Regions from separate parts of the Mus musculus genome. Here all the other regions are linked to region 1. The links are chromatin contacts, called in public HiChIP or PLAC-seq maps. All regions are on one chromosome and are shown on one strand. The core of a region is the stretch at or near the end of the contact, and the rest is flanking DNA. Distances in the headings are between cores, read along the strand shown. Region 1 overlaps Tmprss6 (transmembrane serine protease 6). Region 2 overlaps Cacng2 (calcium channel, voltage-dependent, gamma subunit 2). Region 3 holds the start of Mfng (MFNG O-fucosylpeptide 3-beta-N-acetylglucosaminyltransferase).

Region 1 (4,583 bases), core at 882-3,381:
ACAGAGCAGAGGAACTCACCAGGGCAGGCTGGGGACAGGAGAGGGACAGTAGGAAATGGAAGCGGAAGAGCACACTTAGGATGCATGCCATGAAATACGTGCGTCTGTATCCTTACATGTACACAATTAGGTGCCCATACACCTGCTCCAGTGCCTGGTGTCTGTGGTCCATGCAGAGCTACATCCAGACAACACACACCCAAAGGGATACATGTGACTGCCTACCCAGCACATAAAACTACGTGCCATGTGCACACATGTGTATGAAGACACATAGCACTCTCACTGTGGCCTAGCCTCATAAATGTTTGTGCACATCTGGGGACAGCACAGGGGCAGGGCACGGGCACACACACACACACACACACACACCTCAAATTGTACTCACGGTCTGATTGGTTGTACAAGCTGTAGTACACTTGCACACCCGGGCCTGTGAGGGAGATCTGGGAGGTGAAGTTGATGGTGACACCATCTGAGGCCACCATGGGGATCCTCTCAGCATATGGCTGCAGGGTACGGAAGCCACACAGCCTAGGAGTGACCAGGGATGGCTTAGACACATAGACTGGTTTCCCAGCCAAAAAAAATGAGAAACAACCTAGGTTCCTATGCACAGCCAGGGTAAGGACCAGGCAGTCAGAAACAATGGGCCCCACCCACACTCCCTCTATCTCCATTTCTCCTTTGGGTGGCTGCTTAGCCCCAGAGACATCTTCTAGAAAGGAGTTTGTTTCTGTCACTCTCCTGCTCAAAAACCTGCAGTGGCGCCCCATTGACTGTGGGATAAAATTCCATCCAGATTCTTGCCCCAGTCACCCATAGGCTCTGAGAATCTGGCTAGTCAAGGGCCTCCTCTGAGGAGTCTCACTCTTCCTCTTTGTTCCACAAGGAAAACAATCATTTCTGCCAGCCTTCCATCTACAAAAAGGTTCCGTGTGTCTGCAGAGGCAGAGGACCTCAGCTGGCCAACTGTCTGTAGACTCACCCCACACAAAACACAGTTGGCCCGCTGAGCAACCTGGCAGGCTCACTCAGCCCGTGGACAGAGATGATTGAGAAACTGCAAAGTGGAGCAAGAATCCTGCCCGCTTCAGTTCAGGGCAGGAGAAGCTCTGGAAACGTAGTTTCCCAAGCCCCTGACCCTCACCTTCACGTTCCTGGCTAGGCTCTGGCATCTGTAATCTACTTGCATGAGTAGCTCTCAAAGTGCAGTCCAGAGACTAAAAGTCGCCTCTGTAGTGACCCTCTAATCCTGTTTGACCCTCCTTCCCTCCTTCTAACAACACAACAGAATTTCCAAGATAGGTGACTGGAACCCTGTAACTGAGGGCAGATGAGTGTGTGAGGGTGCCAGCCCTGCTCTATTAAGCCAGTTATTAAAGAATCTGCAAATAATTTGAAGGGTCGATATTTGTGTTACTAGATGTTGGCGTGCCCCATATTTTCAAGGCAAATTAAGAGGTCCTGAAAAGGAATTGTTTTTCAAGCACCCAGAGTTCCAACAGCCCAGCTGCTCGTCAAAGAAAAGATCGCCACCAGGGGGCGCGCGGGGCAAGCCTGGGTCTTGTCGTCACCCTTTCCCCGCCTCCCGCCCTTTTTCAAGCCAAGGAAATGTGGGTTCCTGGTGGATAAAAAAGATGGATTCCTGGATTGTTATCCTCAGAGGACAGGCCCAGAAAGTGGGCAGGGCATCTGGAAAATGTGATTTAAAAAAAAAAGAAGAAGTTATTTACTTTAAAGAATGCATTTTAAAGAAATCGCAGTACTTTCCCTTTATGCATGGGAGGCATTCCTAGACTCCCGTGGACACCAGAAATCCCACGCAGTGGCGAACACTACCTGTGCTATGCTCTGCCTGTACACATCTCTCTTTGTAAATCGGGCTCTAAAGAGAGCGGTAGCTAATGAAACAGATTCACTTCTGGAATTTTCCACTTAAGTATTTTCCGATCACAGATTACCGTGAGAAACTGAGAGGGAACTGATGAAATATACATTTCTGAACTAATCAGATTTAACTCCTGACACAGGCACTTAACCCGCAAGAGCAAGGGTTAGTCTGACAAGGAAAGTTAAAAGCCCGGAGACGGGAGGGAGAGCCAGAGCCTAGCCGCCCTTGACAAATGAGATCACCACTAGGGGGAGCCCTGGAGCAAGCCAGTCCCTTTCAAGCTAAGAGGAACCCGATTGTTCCTTGAGGACGTTGTTATAAATATATAAATTTGTGTTATGGTTATGATAATCTTATACCTATCATGCATTGCTATCCCAGGGAAGGGTCCCAAGAAGCAGGCAGGGAAGCTGGGAGCATCCCAGAACAAATGTAAGATTCAGGCATTCGGAGCCCTGTTCCCAGGTGCGGCCCTCTGAGTTTCTGGCCCCTCTGGTCCTCCCGTCCACCTAGCCCTCTCACCTCAGCAGCTAAGTGCTGGAGTCAGAAGGAACCGGGGCACCATATGGATTGCCTTGCTACCCCACCCCACCCCACCCTGTGAGTTTAGCAGGGGGATCTTTCTCCTAGGCCTGTCAATCCGGCATATCAGCATCTTCCCACAGAGGAGCTGGAGAGATGCTGGGTGGATAGGCAGAAGCATGGATAAGAGAAAGGAGTGGGAGGGGTCAGGCCTCACTGTGAACATGGCTCTTTCTATGGACAAGCTGAAGGACAGAGGGCAGAAAGACAGCACTGAGGGAGGGACAGTGGCCTGCTCTGTGGTGGACAGGACATTTTGCAGAGCCGGGCTCCATATAACTTTGCCACCAGACGAGTTAGTTCTGTGACCTCGGCAAACTTCAGGCCTCCGTAAGTGTGGTGGCCGAACTATAGTCAGGAGAAAGCCATCCCCTGACCCCACCTCCTTGCAGATATTTCAGAGAACCTGGAAGAATGGTTTGGGGGACCTGATACAGAGTGGCTGCAAGTGGCACTAGTCACAGGGCCTTGGGGAAGCAGAAAGACCACTTAGAGTCAGGCTTACAGGGGCCTCTGGAGCCTGTCGTTCTGCCTTATCTCATGGCTGGAAGTTAGCAGAAAGGGTCAGGCAGGTCACAGGAGAGTGACATCACATGAGAGGAAATGAGGGCAGGTTCCTGGAAGGGGGGAAGCCAGTGCTGCGGTATCGCCCAGTGAGGAGGTTCTGTGAAACCCAGCATCCAGCAGCTAGATCTTACAAGGACAAGACCCGCGTCCCCACCCCCACCACCTGCAGGCCACTGAAGGGCAAGCGGACCCTGTGGGGACAGCAGAACAACAGAACAGCAGGATGGCAGGCAGAACCAGGAGAAAACAAAATGGACAGACAAGATAGGGACCAAGGGTGCCCAGCTAGTAGAAGAGTCCCTTGTCTCTAGACTGGCACTGGGGACAGGGGTTCAGCCATCTTTTCCCTGTACTCCTCAATTGCTGGACCAAAGGACCTGGTCTCCCTCTCCCTTCCTCCATCTCTCAGGCCCCTGCTACCCACACAGCAGATTTTCCAGGACACATTCTTCAGAGAATTTCCCAGCAATGACGTTATCTTTATCAGCCCACAATAACCAGAGACCAGGCCCCAGGCCTCTGTTGTATATTTCCCATCATGCCTTGCCCTCCCCAGGGCATTCACTGTATGGAGCAAGGAGTTAACTCTCCACTGGGGACCCTGTATCCCAGGGGAAGGGCTGAGATGAGGTGCAACTTTCCCAGCTGCTTTCAGAGGAACTGGTGAGAGCCACAGAGATGCCCTGATCTCCCATCGGCTGGGAATGGCTCTACTGAGAGATGAGAGCCTTCCTGAGGAGACACCATACAATTAAGTGTACAACTGAGTGCTCTTTTCCTCTCTCTCTCTCTCTCTCTCTCTCTCTCTCTCTCACACACACACACACACACACACACACACACACACACACACACACACACACACACACACACGGCTGGGCAATCATGCCCTGGGGGCCGGCCAGCTGCCTGAGCTCAGTGATGACGTCACAAGCCACAGGGACTTTTAGCAAATGACTCAGCCTCTGGGCCTCAGGCTTCCCACAAGCTGTGAGGCTCGTTCAACTGTGAGTCCCTGGAATTCATACTTGAAACCAAAATTCACACTTGGATTCTCCAATGTCTTAGGCTAGTGGCGTTTGGAGGAAGGGCATTCAGGGAAGTGATTGGGTCAGGAAGGGGCTGTACCTGGTGAATGCATTCATCTAGCAGATAAAGGAAGCACTGGTGGGTGGCCTCAAGCCCCCACCCCTACCCTGCACCATCAGGCAAGCCCCTTCGGCCCTGCCTCATCTCCTGACACCCTCTGTCCCACTATGACTCAGCAGAAAGCCAGAGTCTTATGCTGCTTTCTTAGACTTCCAGCCTTCGCCACCAGGAGCTGCACAAACCTCTATTCTTTATAAACTTCCCTGCCTTGGCAATTTTGTTACAGCCGCAGAAAGCAGGTTAAGGACAGGATCTGAGTCCGCCTCCCTTGCTCGACTGTGGGGAGCACATAATCGCTTTCCACACCTGTGTGGCACCGAGTAAGAGCCATTTAGCGATTGTGGTTGGTACCGTCTCCACCCACCATCTTATTTAGTCTCCAGTGGAAGGC
Region 2 (4,583 bases), core at 1,467-3,966, 370 kb before region 1:
GTGTGTGTGTGTGTGTGTGTGTGTGTGTGTGGACCAGGGCTGACTCCCTGTTTTTTTGTCTTTTGGGGGATAGGGAGGTCAATGAGACAAAATAGAGCGGGACCTGGCTTTGGTCAACACTGGAAAACAAATGCAGGGGCTTCAAAAGGAAAAATATATTAGCAAGAAAGGCACATACCACTTGTGGGTTCAGGAGGGAGGAATGGGGTCCCAGCTCTGGGAGGCTCTGGGAGAAGGGCCGTGAGTGCTGTACCAGAAGCCAGCGGAGAGGTTGTAGGGTCTGGAGTTGCTTCTATTGGGATATGTCTCATGGTTCCAGAGTTATCCCAAGATTTCATTTAGGACTCACACTCCATGACTGTAACTTTTTAACTTAAATAGAAAATGTAATTTTTATTAAAAAACAGAGAATAGTAAGTTTGACTGGTGAGTGATGGACAGACGCATGACGGGAAGGGACAATCCTGAGGCTTGTATTTCCTCCATCATGAGCAGCAGCTGGAAGCGTCTGGTTCTGGAATAGCAAGTGGGTTCCTAGAACTCTGGCCCCTTGGGAACCCAGAATGTGGTAAAACTGAAGCCTTAGGTTCTCTGCACTCTCTCACTACTCCAAGTGTCTGAGAGGACCATGGAACATACATTACACAAGCACTTTCAGTCTGCTAAGGACAGGCCTAGAGACTTGTGATATGCAAGCATGTAGCTGTGAATTGCTACATTAAAGTATCATGGGGGACATTCCATGGCTCAGCTCAACACACTCTGCTGACTCATCAGAGGCAGAGCTCCCTCCTGAATGCCTCACCCCTGCATGGGAAGCAGAGCTCCCTCCTGGATGCCTCACCCCTGCATGGGAAGCAGAGCTCCCTCCTCTCTGCATCACCCCTACATGGGAAGCAATGCTCCCTCCTCTCTGCCTCACCCCTGCATGGGAAGCAGAGGTCCTTCCTGGATGCCTCACCCCTGCACGGGAAGTCCCTGGGCAGACCACACCTGCACCACTGGCACAAGGTTTTACGTTAGTACTGTGGAGGGATTTGTGAGAATCTCTTAAGACATCACTCTGAAAACTGCTATGAACAAAACTTTGAACGTTTTCAGGGGTGAACAAAAAATTGGCCTGTAAACTTGAGCATGTGGTGAAAAGGTAAAACTTTATGTGAGGAAGATGGGACCTGAAATCCGTAGGTCAGGGCAGATTGTAACAGTGTGAACTGGAAGGGACAGGGAATGCCACACACAGCGGGGTGGACTACGGGCCTCAGAGATGGAGAGATGCATCTGTAAAATAATCACTAAGTGGCTGCTTTTGCTCCCAGTTTCCAGGAGACGAAAATCAAGGTCAGAAGCTGTGCAGACAGTGTACAGAGCAGCTCTGGCGTCTGGGCTTTGTGCTAGGATGCAGATGCCAGTTTGCCTGGCACATGGGTCTTTTTTTTCCTTCCTTCCTCCCTTCCTCCCTTCCTCCCTTCCTCCCTCCCTCCCTCCCTCCCTCCCTCCCTCCCTCCCTCCCTCCCTCCCTCCCTCCCTCCCTCCCTTCCTTCCTTCCTTCCTTTCTTCCTCCTTCCTTCCTCCTTCCTTATGTTCCTTTCCAGGACCTTGCTCAAGCACCATGTGCCCATAGCGATCAAAGCAAGACCCTTTCTGTTCTCCTGGAGTTTGCAGTGGTGTGTGTGTGTGTGTGTGTGTGTGTGTGTGTGTGTGTGTGTGTATGTACCACAGCATGTTCTCATTGGAATGCCACGTGGGGGAGGGGGCAGGGAGCAGCAGGGATAGGAGAGAAGGGCCCTGCAGGTTGATGCAGGCAGCCTGAGTTCTAACTTGGTGGAGTTAGAGAGTGTGGCTCTGGCAGTCTCCCATTCACACCAGCAGATACCTGACTCCCTGGAAGAGGAAGCACATTCATCCCGCTCTGAACAATGGCATGAAGCTCGGGCCCTGGAAATCTCAAGTACGGTCTAGGCATACTACTGTGTCCCAGTGGGCACAGGTATGGGCCTGTCCACAGACCTCCAGGGCAACATTAAGGCCACCACGCAAGAGCTCCCTACCACTGCAGATTCAATAAAGCATCCAGGGTGGACTGGGTGGGTGTGGTCCCTAGACCACCCCCATGTCACAGAGGGGCTGGTGTGCTGAGAAGGGCTTTGCTTTGGGTGTAAGGAAGATCTGGGCTCAAATGCCAGCTGATTCCAACTGCCAGATCTCAGGAGCAGATGGGATACCCTGTTTGTCCATGTACCTCCCCAGCTGTCCCCCAGAGGAGGCCCCTAGCTCAGCTCGCCTTGCCATAGACTGCCTGAGTGAGCAGCCCCCAGAGGAGCCTGACTCACTCACTTCGGCTCCCTGCCAGTGGAACTGCAGGACGACAGTGGCCCAGTGGCCTGGTACCTCCCCTCTTGGTCTGAATGCCCAGCCTCCTCTGGGAACAGGCAGGGACACTCCCATCATGCCCCTGCTCTTGATCTCCCCGCTGCACAGGCTTCAGCCTCCCAGGTTAACCTCACCTCTATCTGGACCCAGACGCAGTTAGCTTTCCTGCACAGAGTTGCGTGTTTCTGTGTCATTGTCCCTCACCAGGCTGTGAGCTCCTGCGGGTCAGGGATCTCCTGAGTCATCTCCTATTCCCAGTGCTCGTGGCAGGGATTGGCACGACGCAGTGGCTACTTGGCAAATACTTGGTGAAGTCCCTTCCAAATCAAACAGGAAGTTCCCACCGCACCCTGGCCTGCAGGCCATCTCTGGTGGTGCCCTGTGACCAGGCTTCTATGGGTAGCACATCTGAGAGAGGTGCGGCACGCAGTGACATCTGTCACACTTCCGAGCCATGCTTCCCACTGCTGGGTTCCTTCCAGCCCATTCTCACTTTCTGTCTTGGAAAATCACAAGGAAACTCCATGCTGCTCTCAGAACTCTTGCCAGTGTGATTTGGGTGGAATTGAGTACATGGAGCTGAGTCCCTACACGAGCAGAGATGTTGCTACTTTCAGCTCAGTGGCCTCCTTTCTCTGCCAGCCTGGGTCCCTCTCTGGCTAGGTGAGAGAGGACAGTGTGTGTGTGTGTGTGTGTGTGTGTGTGTGTGTGTGTGTGTGTATGTGTGTGTGTGTATGTGTGTGTGTGTATATGTGTGTGTGTGTGTATGTGTGTGTGTATGTATGTGTGTGTGTGTGTATGTGTGTGTGTGTGTGTGTATGTGTGTGTGTGTGTGTGTGTGTGTGTGTGTGTGTGAATGTGCATGTGAATGTGCGTGTGAGAGGGCAGGTAGCTACAGCATCCAGAAGAGGGCCAGTTGGGCCTTCTGGAGCTGGAGATATAGGTGGTTATGAACCACTCCATATGGATGCTGAGAATCGGTTTTGGGTCCTCTGAGGGAACAGTATAAGCTCTTAATTGCTGTTAAGTCCGACTTCTTAGGAAGTTGAGTAAAGTGACTCGCTTTCTCTGGCTTCAGTTTCCCCATCTGGGAAACACAAAAGCAATGTTGAACCCAGGATCATCAGGGGGATCGAATGGGATGGACTCTGGGTGCCTGGCGCAGAGCATGGTGCTTGCTGAGCCTCTGATAAAGAAACATGGTGACTGCTGCCTTTGATGCTTGTGGGTGTGTGTGCTCATGCTTGGATGTGTGCTCCAGGCATATGAGCTATACGTTCCTATACTGCTGTCCTCGTTACTGTGAAGTGACCTCCCTAATGCTTGAAAGAGGGCAGAAGTCAGGTCTTCTCTGGTCCTCCATCAGGGCCAGGAAATGGCACGGGCCAGGGATAGACGTCCATGTGGTTCTGGAGGCTTTATTGATGTAGCTCTCCTATCTCTTCTTCAGGCTAACACCGGGTTCTCAGGGCAGATTTGAGGTGGAGGCCTATTACCCATTCTTCTGCCAAAGAGGGGGAGGGGTGGAACCAGCTGCCCAGCTCTGCCCCATCTGATCAGAGTGCTTGGGAACACATCAGCCATCCTTGGGTATGCTATCTTGCCTGTGACTGGGGCTGATCACTGAGCCTTCTTCAAAGGTCTTAGGAGGAGGCACTGTGGGCTTCCAGGGCCTGAGGGTACTACTCCATCCCCGTGAACAAATGTTGTGGAGGGCATCCCTCTTCCTCTCTCGTGCCTGATCATAGGCATGCTATGTCACCGACGATGGCATCCCAGGTAGAAGGCAGAGATTCATAGTTGGCTCTATGTAGTGGTCAGCACATGAAAGAGACACCTGAGGATAACAGTCCCAAGGCTGTAAGGGGACCTGGCCCTGCCACATGGTCCTGCCTTCCCTGAGGCTGACGGTCAGGCAGTGAGGCTGAAGGTCAGGCAGCCTGATGAGCCTCGGCACACACTGAATACAAGCCGAGTTTCTACCCTGATCCTTTGGGATCTTGGCAAGATGCTCAACTTGTCTAAGCCTCCATTTCTTCATCTGGAGAATGGGAATAATGGAGTTATTGGTGAGGCTGGGCCTCATTCATATACCCATTCTCTCATCAGTCACTCCCTGTCCCCAACTCTTGTTCTCTTCCCTGGCTCATACCTCACACACTCAGATCATTCTCTAAATGTGCCGGGATGATTATCTCTTCCTCCTTCAG
Region 3 (4,583 bases), core at 732-3,231, 330 kb after region 1:
TGACCATCCTTCCAGAACCTTCTCCCTGGCTCTGGCTGGGGAATCCAACACCTCTCCTGCCTCACTGAGGATGGGGAGGCAGAACCTTCCACGCAGGTGGTCAGCAAGCTTAAGCCTCCTGGTGTAGCCTCTTAGAGAAGCTGGCACCTTGGACCTGGGTGCCTGATTGGCCGCTGGGAGAACCTAGGACACACATTTAGGCACCAGCCTCGCAGCCGGTGGCCCTGGACCGGCCGTACCCCAGTAACCCTGGCAGCTCTGATCTTGAGACCTGGTAGAGAAGGGGCCCAGCTGAGAAGCGGAGAGGGTGTACCTCTGTGCTATGCCCCATAGGCCTCCTGGGTGACTCTGGCCAGCCCTTCCTTTCAGGGCAAGGGCACCATCGCCGTGAGCAAGACGACAGGAAAGCGCCAGGGACCATGTGAGGCTTTACTCCCTGGTACACACAGACGCAGCTTCATAAACAGGAAGGTCTGTGCGGAGGGCCAGCCCTGCTGGCTTCCGTGGAGGAACCACGGTCTCCTCCAGACAAGAAGGGGGGAGGCTGGGGGGGAGGGGTTGGGGGCTACAGGGAGCTCTACCAGGGAAGAACTCATGCCTGTACCGGACATTATGCCAGGAAACGGGGAGGGGGAGGGCATCCTTTTCAGGTACCCCCACCTCTCCCTCACTAAACTACCTCCTCTCCTTGGCCTCCCCACCAAAGGCTCAGTCACTTCCGCTCACAGAGCCAGCAGCCACCATGGGGACATAGTGTGTGTGTGCACAAGTGCATGAGTTCTGCTACCTCCCCTGACGTGGTCCCCAATGCCCCCCATACCCACACCCATCCCTGGCTTTGCTTGATGGGGTCTTGAGTATGGGGAGAGAGACTCTGCTTTCAGGAAACACACTCATTACTCTCATGCCTTCTTATTACTGTATTTAGCATGCCTAGCCCTGTGTATGAGCACAGGTATACACACACACACACACACACACATTCCATATGCCTTGGCAGATCTCCCCTCACCTTGACCTCCAGCCCACACGACCTCACCCACTGCCTCCCATCCCAACCACAGCACAGGAAACGGAGAAGCTAGACAGGGCCCTCACACCCTGGGCAGCACAGCAGGGCAGGAACTGAGAGGAAGCCTCCCTCAAGCAGGCCCCACCTCCATGTCTCTCCAGCATCCACATCACACCCCTGCCTCACACAGCCCCATCCATGCCCAGAGCTGAGGTGCGCAGCTACTCGGTCCTGGTGGGTTTTCACCTTAACACCCACCAGAATCTTCAGGCAAGTTAGGGTCAAGAATCTAGGAGATGAGGGGGACCCAAGAGGAGCCTAGGACAGAGGTGCCACATGGAACCCAACAGAGATAGACCTGTGAGTCTAAGGAGGCCCTGGAGTGTGGCAGTGGGGATGGGGGTGGGCACGGAAGAAGTGGAGAGACCCCAGAAGGAACCACTCCCTGGTGGTCAGCTTTTCCCCAGACCACCAGGAAGACCCCTGGGAGCCCCCCAGCCAGGAGTGCTCTCTCAGACTTCAAGGCAGCCCCCGCCTGTCACCTGTTGCCTGATCCTGGAGACCCACGTGTCTAGTAGCAGGTCCAGGCGGGAGCGATGGAAGGCCCAGGTAGTCTTGACTGCGATGAAGATGTCGCCTAGCTGCAGCTCCAGGGGTCCTGGGTTCCGTTGGTTCAGCCTGAGCGCGCCCTGTATCATCCTCTGGGACAAACTTGAGTGGTATCGTAGAGACAGGAGCCCCACGCACAGGAGGGTAAAGAGGGCTCCCGCCATGCCCCGAAAAAGTCGGCAGTGCATTGGTAGCAGGCCCCCAGACAGTTCAGCCCCCGACTCCCCAATCAGTCTGGGGTGGGAGGCTGGTCAGGAGGGGGCCCTGGTACAGGCAAAAGTCTGGCAGGCATCGGGGGCACACACCAACGGGAAAGGAGGAAGCTGGGTCTCTGGACCCAGAGACTGAGCCACCACCGTCCTGCCAGCCGGCAGAGGCCACCAGCCCGCCACCTGCTCCTCAGCCCTCCCTCCGGGCCACTTAGCTCCTGGCCCCGCCCCTGCCTCAGCCCGAGGGGCGGGGCTAGGCCTGGGAAGCCCCAGAGGCAGCTGCTGGGAGCCACCCACTGGAAGAGGCACAGGGCCCTGCCAGCTGCTGCAGCCACACCAAACCCTCCACGAGGTGGGAAGAAGCCACTCCAGCCTTCCTATGCCTCACAGTCCTTTCTCTGGCTCCTAGAATAGCCAGGATCCTGTCCAGCCAGCCTCAGGTCCTGGCTCATTCTCCCTCCTGCTGGCCCTTCCCATCATCCACCATGCATCAGGCCTACATCTATCACAGGGCCATGCCCACCATAGCATGCTGCCTAGATTCTTGCTTTCTTTGAATCTTTACACAGACATTATTTCTGCCATGAGGCTTTTCCTGCCCATTTTAAACAGCCCTCCTTCCCAGCCCCCAAGCCTAGACCCTTCTAACTTCTTGCTGTATGGTGTATTTTACATATTTATTGTCTTACTTATGATACTACTGAGGCAGGGGGTATTCTCTTTTGTTGACTATCCAGAACCCAGTACGGTACCTGGTACATACTGGGCACTTGATCAATACTTGTTAATTATGTTAATTAAGCACAGGAAAGTGCTTGGTGGCTGTGAATGGATCTAAGCCTGCTAAAGGCTCCTGGAGCACTAGGACAATGAGGTGTCAGCCTCAGCCTGTCCCCTTCACAGCTCACCTCCTCAGAACAGTGCCACCAAGGAAAAGCCTAGGCTTGGGGCTGGGTTCAGATCCCAGCTAGGGCCACAACCTGGCTGTATGGCTGTCGACAAGATACCTCTATCATTTACGAAATGATGGTGAGGGACTCCAAGATGGCTCAGCAGGTGAAGGTGCTTGCCACCAAGCCTGTGGATGGACCTGAGTTCAATTCCCAGGGACATGCCCCCTCCAGCAAGTTGTTCCCTGGCCTTGTGTGTGTTGCCACAGCAAGTTGTGTGCATGCACATCTGACAGGTGTGCATCACCATAGCAAATTCCTTAAAGGGATCTCGGGGCAGGTGAGAGGTGAGAGGGCTCAGCAGAAAAGGCAGCTTGCTGACACGCTGACTGCCTGAGTTTGATTCCCAGGACCCACATGACAAAAAGGGAGAACGGCTCCTGAACCTTATATACACAGTGCACTCTTGCTATTGCATGCGCGCGCGCACACACACACACACACACACACACACACACACAGTGAACATTTTTGTAAGTGAAATTCTAACCTCAAAGCCCAAGGACACCTCTTCCAGTCTGTCTCTCTAGACTGCTCCCCCGGAGGTAACCATGCTCACTCTGGGGGCTGTCTCTTGGGGACAGCCACACACCCACAATTTGCCAGGCTCCTTAAGCCACTCCTGGCCTCCTGGCTTCAAGTGACCTGAGCAGAGGACACTCTGTTGATGAGGAAGGCCGGGCTGAGGGCCCCCCACCTGGCACTGGGGCAGGTAAGGTGACTCCAGCACAGATGGCGGGCGTCTCTGGGAGGAGCCAAGGAAATATGACCCTCCCCACAAACTGAACAAACTGGCAGGGACTTGAAAGGTGGGATCCGCTGGGGATGGGGATGGGGACAAAGGGGACAGGGCCCCCAGGCCAGGCATGGAAGCAAGCATAAGGTCACCAACTTCTATGACAAACTTTAATGACTCATTGTGTGCAGCTTGAATGAAAAGGCCCGGGGAATCACCCACAAGCCTAACATTGGGATGGCCTAGCAGCACCACCACCCTGGCCTCCTGGAGGCAGGCGGGGAACAGAAAGCCAGCCGAGAGAACATGTCCAGGTGTGCTGGGCAGAGCACACATTGCTTAGTGCCAGTGTCACAAGGATGGTGATATTTACACGGGATGAGGGACGACACACACAGAGATGTAAGGGTAGGAGCTGACCAGAACAGCCGTGGTATCTTCATGACAGCACACACAGGCAATGCCATTGGACTGTGGAGGTCCCGTGGTGCTGGGCACAGCTGGGGGCACAGACCCAGGTTGAGGACCCCTGAGACCTCGTGTGCCCAAGTGGAGGGACAAAACTGGGGATCCATGAGGACATATGTGCAAAATTGAACGGTGTGAGAACTCTATTCCAGGGTGTGTATGTAAGGAGAGGGCACACATACACGTATAAGACACACAAATGGAAACATGGGAACATTGGAGCTAGTGAGGAGACCAGAGCAGCAGGTCAGGGACAGGTGCGTGGGTTCATGCAGCCTGTGCAGAGCCAATGACAGACCCCGGTGAGAGCCCAGGACCGAGGTCCCACATTGGAGAGTCCACGGGGGGACAAGGAAGGCCCCAACTGAGGAAGATCTGATTCCACTGAAAACACAGGGTCTCCTCTGCTCACACGGGTGTGAGCCCATGTATAAACGGTGAATGTCCAGGCACCAGCTGGAGGAGGCCCAGACATCTGATGGAGGAGGCCCAGGCATCTGATGGAGGAGGCCCAGGCACCAGCTGGAGGAGGCCCAGGCATCTGATGGAGGAGGCCCAGACATCTGATGGAGGAGGCCCAGGCATCTGATGGAGGAGGC

The links. HiChIP or PLAC-seq counts read pairs in DNA pulled down with a chosen protein or histone mark.
Region 2: a contact with region 1 is called in an HNF4G HiChIP or PLAC-seq map of pancreatic cancer cells. The contact joins two enhancer-like sites. A contact is called at or near these places in 1 of 15 datasets of contacts at CTCF or cohesin (the NIH/3T3 cell line) and 1 of 115 datasets of contacts at active chromatin or transcription factors (pancreatic cancer cells).
Region 3: an H3K4me3 HiChIP or PLAC-seq map of bone marrow-derived macrophages shows a contact between it and region 1, with 4 times the contacts expected there. The contact joins the promoter of Mfng here to the enhancer-like site in region 1. A contact is called at or near these places in 2 of 39 promoter capture datasets (frontonasal cranial neural crest and hippocampal neurons), 2 of 484 Hi-C or Micro-C datasets (B cells and the N1E-115 cell line), 5 of 115 datasets of contacts at active chromatin or transcription factors (bone marrow-derived macrophages, epiblast stem cells, large pre-B cells and 2 more) and 4 of 9 other capture datasets (adipose tissue, embryonic stem cells, liver and 1 more).

Annotation. Positions count from the first base shown.
Region 1 is chr15:78,446,275-78,450,857 of GRCm38.p6, forward strand. Tmprss6 (transmembrane serine protease 6) reads right to left here. Exons shown (of 18, transcript NM_027902.2): 11 at 389-534; 12 at 1-28. Among named protein-coding and RNA genes, the nearest start is that of Kctd17, 20 kb to the left of the region's middle. Within about 2 kb of position 2,132, at least 228 of the 459 cell types and tissues checked have an H3K27ac peak or open chromatin away from gene starts, as enhancers often do. A contact at or near this core is called in B cells, the N1E-115 cell line, adipose tissue and 7 more, where this site is marked.
Region 2 is chr15:78,076,640-78,081,222 of GRCm38.p6, forward strand. All of the region lies in intron 1 of Cacng2 (calcium channel, voltage-dependent, gamma subunit 2), which reads right to left. Among named protein-coding and RNA genes, the nearest start is that of A730060N03Rik, 40 kb to the right of the region's middle. Within about 2 kb of position 2,717, at least 32 of the 459 cell types and tissues checked have an H3K27ac peak or open chromatin away from gene starts, as enhancers often do. A contact at or near this core is called in pancreatic cancer cells, where this site is marked.
Region 3 is chr15:78,771,464-78,776,046 of GRCm38.p6, forward strand. Mfng (MFNG O-fucosylpeptide 3-beta-N-acetylglucosaminyltransferase) reads right to left here and starts at 1,982. Exons shown (of 8, transcript NM_008595.2): 1 at 1,555-1,982. The coding sequence starts at 1,809. Card10 (caspase recruitment domain family, member 10) reads right to left here. Exons shown (of 21, transcript NM_130859.2): 21 at 3,673-4,583.